Regions from separate parts of the Gossypium hirsutum genome. Here region 2 is linked to region 1. The links are chromatin contacts, called in public Hi-C maps. All regions are on one chromosome and are shown on one strand. The core of a region is the stretch at or near the end of the contact, and the rest is flanking DNA. Distances in the headings are between cores, read along the strand shown.

Region 1 (2,704 bases), core at 67-2,566:
GTCAACATCTAGATTGGATATCACTACATCTTCTTCCAATTTAAACGCTGTAGCTACCTTCTCATAAATCTGTAGGGACAAAGACAAAGGGTTAGAAAGGAAATCACCACTTGGAACCAAAACGTTCATGCTGCCTTCATTAAGCATCGATATTGATGATTACAGGAGCGAGGCTTTTGCAATGACCACACCTGGCAGAAAACCAATACAAAACTTGATCAGACCACTTTTTGCAGAAAAGATTGAAGCAAAAGAATATCAACAACAAAACAAAAAAGCTGCATGCTTACCAAGGTGCATAAAACTCAACCAGCACATCTTTGGTCTCATCAAGGACAATCTCATTAAAATTATCAGCATTTAGCACCACAACACTGGATGGCAAAGTGGCAATCTTCACATTGGTCCCTATAAAACAAGACATTAGCAAAGCAAAATCCTAGTGGGTTTAGACATTGGTCCCTATAATCTACCTCCTTCACTGTTTACGAACTCAGAAAGGGACTCTGCAGTGCGTGGTCCTACATACCTGGATAGAACAATTTTTATCTACTAAGAGCATGTTTTAAATAAAATGTGGATTCCAATATTAAAACTTAAACAAGACTAAAACTCACTTTTTAGGTTCCAAAGAGCCTTTAGGAAACCACTGAATGGTTGGGTAGCCTTGAACATCATACTTGTTGCATACACTCTTATGCTCATCACAGTCCACCTACAATGGCATCAACAAAAGAAAAGAATTCCAAATAAAACCAATTGCAATATATAGCAAGAAAAACTTCATTATATCGCTAACCTTTCCAATCAAGACGGACTTAGCCCTCTTGAAATTAGCCCCAAGCTTCTCAAACTCAGGAGCTAGCTTCTTACAGTGACCACACCTGCAATTGGATAAATATATGATTTTGAGAATATAAATAGCTCGAAATGGAATTTAAGGAAAAAAATCGTTTGATCCTAATAAACAAGCATTAAAAAACCAAGGGAAAAAGAAAAAAATCATGGACGTTGTCGTCACATTGGTGTAGCTGAAGATGGATCTAAGGAGCGATTAATGTAAAAACACCAAAAACGTAAAGCATGAGATTAATAAAAAAGAGGGCGATGAAGAATGTAACCAAGGGGCATAGAACTCGACGAGAGCTCCTCGGTCGTGACCAACTTCTTTGTCGAAGTTTTGTTGGGTTAAAACGAGGACGTCGTCAGCCAAGGCTGATGAAGCGAATAACAAACCCAAGGTTCCGAACGCTAACAACATCTCCATTTCTTGTTTATCCTTTGTTTCTAGTTTTCTATCGACAATTACGATACCAATTTGTTATAGTAACCATCTTTATTTCGGGATAAAATTTTGGAAAAGGTTGGGCTTTGGTGGACTTAAAGCCCAATCACTGAATGGGGGACTCTCCTTCAAACTTAAAACCCAACCTGTCATAAATGTTAGTTACATAGCTCATCTTTTCAACTCCTTTGTTTTTATTTGTATCAACACAATCGCAAAAAATATTAAATTGATCATTCTTCTAAAAATTTTATTCATTTCTACTATTAAAAACTGGTCTTTATATATTAGTATGAGATACATGTCATTGTCTGATTTTTTTATCAGTATTTAACAATACAAGTTGATAAAATTTTTAACAGAAATGACTAGTTTACTTTTTTTAATAGAAGAGGTATAATACGATCTGACTCTTAATATAAAGACTTTTCGTGATATTTTTACCAAAAACTAATGCCAAAAAGATAGTTAAATTTATTTCACAACTTAAAAAGATTTTTTTTAATATAACAAAAAATTAAAAATATCAATTTAATAAATTTTTTATTCTTTACCACTATTTAAACTATTAAGCATTTCACTTTGATAAAATCAATTGAAAAGTCCATAAAAGAGAAAATACAAATTCTTTTTGCTCTTAAGTAAATAATTATTATAAAGAAAAAAGAAAAAAAATAAAGAAAAAGAATGTTAAAAGAAAGAAAATAATGTATAATAAAGGAAAGTAAAATATTTAAAATCTTTTTTTTTTGTTAAATTATGGAAAACAAAGAAAATGATTGGTTATAATTTTTCTCAGTTAATCTTTTCATAAAATAATTTATGCTAAAAATAATAAGATAAAAAATGTACTTTTGTATATTAAAATAAACCTCACTTTTCTTTCCATGCTTTTTCTTAAAACTGAGGTAAATAAAAATTGATGCTATATTTGGTTGGATTTTTTTTTCTTCGGAATGAAAATTTTTAATCACCCACATGACTTGTTTCTGGTAAAGAGTAAATTTTTTTAACTTATTTTGAAGATGTTTTATTTTTTACAAGAGTTTTTGTAAAATATAATCTGAGACGAACAAAAAAGACTATTTTTATAGTTTACCTTTATTTTATTTTATTTTCAATTAAAGAAAATCCAAAAAGTAGAGACGTAGAGAAATTCATATTATGTATTAAATTCAAGAAGGGGACAGCTCAAGGAGCAGTAATAGACAAGAATTTGTAATTATTCCCCCCCCCCCCCGCCTTTTTAATGCTTCAATATCAAGTATTGATGTGCGTTTCAAATTAGAGTGCTAGATGTTTGTGTGGACTGAACTCAGTATATCCCTTGTTTACACTCAAAATTAAGTTTCGGCCCTTGTATTACACTTAAATTTGAGATTTAATCTCTATATTTTGATTTTAGATATAATGTCGTTA
Region 2 (2,824 bases), core at 243-2,742, 62 kb after region 1:
ATAAATGCCTCAACCTAATTCTATACAAATGTATGAATATATAAAAACGTGATTATTTAATGAATATAAAAGTAATGATAAATTTAAAAGTGCATCTGTTAATCGCAAAATCAATTTTGATTTTGATTTAAAACGTTAAGAGATACTTTTGAACAGCAAAAGAAATGCTATCTCTTGGGGAAAAAACTAGTTTGTTTCATTGCTTCCTTGAAATTAAGAGATACATTTGACTTATTCTTTTACTCTTTTTTTTTTTTTTACAATTGTGATTAGAACCCAGATTAATTTGAGAAAGAGAGTAAACTGCATTTAATCTATTAAATGTTTGTAGTACGGTCAAATTCTATTATTAGTCTATATGTTATATTTAAGTTGTGGATTTAATTCATATCCTTTAATTTAGAGGTGTTCATGGGTCAGGACCGACTCAGCCTAAGCATGATACTAACATTCTTTATACTTGCCCAAACCCAGATTGGCCCGAAATATGGACCTAAAAGTTTGCTCAAACCCGCTCATATTTGCAAAAGACTAACCCAAATCTATTTTAGGCCCGCTCATATTATTTTTTAAGTTTTTTAAAAAATTAAATTAAATTATTTTAATATTTAATAAAATATTATATTTTTATTTATTTATTGAAAGTTTTTATATAGTGATCTTAACATTATTTTAATGTTTATAGAGTAGTATTATATATTTAGTATAGGTTTATTTTTTTAATGTGCTCTAAATTACATAATAAATGAAAATAACATAATATAAAGTATTATAAACTTAAAAACAAGCTTAATTTTTTTGCCTAAACCTATTTTTCGGACCTAATATTTTTGCCCAAATCCTCTCAAATTTCAAGTGAACCTTCGGGCCTGGGCGAGTAACTCGACCCAAGAACAAGTTACTTTAATTTGGTTAATTTTAATTTTATACTTTTTTTTTTAATTTTGAAGTTTTTGCCATGATTCAAGTAGTAGCTATTAAATCTATTAATTAAAATAACATAATCTTTTTTTCTAGTATTATGGGGGAGGTAACAAGCTTGGAAGAAACTTTACCCCCTTATCTAAATAGAATAATTACAATTATAGCCTTCGGAATAATTAATCAGTTAATTTAAGCTGTTTAACTTTTTTATTAATGAGAAAATGACATTTTTGCCCCATCCCATAATTAGAAATCCAGTTTAAACCCTTTAACAATAATTTCTTAGCTTCGGCCCTCTTAACATTTTCGAAATATCAATTTTAAGATCATTAACACTGAATTTTCAAAATTTTAAAAATAAAGAAACTAAAAATATCTAAGCTAAAGAATCTAAATCCACGTCTTACATAAGGATTGGTAATAAAATTTGACACATATATAATTATAAAGCCACATGAATCATATTAATTAATAGTTTACAAGTTGATAAGCAGGCTGTGTGTGGCCGTGATTGGGTGGAGCCAAACCGGGCCAACGCACAGTTTAATGTAGGATCTTCCCATCACCTTTGAACGATCCCGTCATAACTGGACTGTGATTGTGCATCCTTCACACGTAGGACCCAAAAAGTACCCCAATACTCCAGAAAGTCACAGATGAGTTTTGTATATTAATAACAATACTTGGTGGTTGATAGTTATTTAATATTTTTAAATAGAACCCACATCTTATTTGATATCATTTATTATGTTTTAGAACAGGGTATATACCTGGCATGTTCTGTGCATGTTATGGGTTTTTTATAAAAATTATATTAAAAATAATTAATTACAAAAATAGTATTGAATCTAGATTTTTTATAAAAATGAATATTTTTATAGTAATTTTGAGTGTCGTTTGACATATTGGTGACACGGTAATTTTTTTAAAATTGATAAGGAAAAAAAAGGCTGAAAATGTGAATATATATTAAATTAGTGCCGTCAATATGTCAAACGGCAGCCCTTGATTAAATAATAAAAAGTTGATTTCCTCTCTTTTTTTTTTTCTTTTCTTTGGTCTGGTAAATGCAAGCAAAAAAGAAAAGATGTATATAGAAATGGAAATGTAGGGAAAATGCATTAAAAACCTAGAAGTAGAAGTGGTTTTAGGAAAAGTGAGGTGAGTGGTATTTGAAGAATATGTTATCGAGCTGCCATTGACTACTCTAAATGTTTCCTCGTTATTGTCTGATGTTGGAACCACAATTTTATAAGATTAAAAATTGAATTTTTTTAATCAAAACCAACTTAAAAAAAAAAAACTTTTTCAATATTTTTACCTATCAATTTAATAAAACTCTATTTTTATAAATAATCTAGATTCAATAATCTCTATATATACCAGTTGTTTTACTTAAGCGATCCAAGTGTTTGAAATATTGTGATAGGGTGAAAGATTGAAGGAAAAATCTCTTATAACTTCGATTCTAAACCTACCCTTGGCCACATTTATATATCTTAATAGAGTTCATTTTATCAACATGCAACTTTGTATAAATTCGAATTGAGGTAAATTTTAATTTTATATATTAATTTTGATTTAATGTATAATTGTATACATGAATTTTAGTTTGATGTAATTATACATATAAAATTTTAATTGTGATTAAAATGTATGCTTGAAACTTTGATTTTGAATTAATCATACACATTTAAAAAAATACATCAATTTATTATTATATTGAATAAATATAATTATTTATATATGCAATATATAAACATAATATAATATTATATCAATAACTATATTAATAATTTACAAGAATTTACAACGAAATTGAAATACAACGAGATTGAAAATGGAAGAAAAAAATTGTTTTAGGTTATGTTATAATCAAACATAAAGAATTTCTCTTAGT

The links. A called contact is a pair of places that touch in the nucleus more often than the background predicts.
Region 2: a contact with region 1 is called in a Hi-C map of leaf, with 2.3 times the contacts expected there. The contact joins the enhancer-like site here to the promoter of LOC107954353 in region 1. A contact is called at or near these places in 5 of 34 Hi-C or Micro-C datasets (callus, leaf and seedling).

The regions. Positions count from the first base shown.
Region 1 is chrD07:20,450,014-20,452,717 of Gossypium_hirsutum_v2.1, forward strand. LOC107954353 (probable protein disulfide-isomerase A6) reads right to left here and starts at 1,317. Exons shown (of 10, transcript XM_016889887.2): 1 at 1,122-1,317; 2 at 800-884; 3 at 618-715; 4 at 474-529; 5 at 291-408; 6 at 164-191; 7 at 1-69. The coding sequence starts at 1,267.
Region 2 is chrD07:20,511,834-20,514,657 of Gossypium_hirsutum_v2.1, forward strand. No RefSeq gene overlaps it. Among protein-coding and RNA genes, the nearest start is that of LOC121219083, 5.3 kb to the right of the region's middle. Within about 2 kb of position 1,493, at least 3 of the 9 cell types and tissues checked have an H3K27ac peak or open chromatin away from gene starts, as enhancers often do. A contact at or near this core is called in leaf, where this site is marked.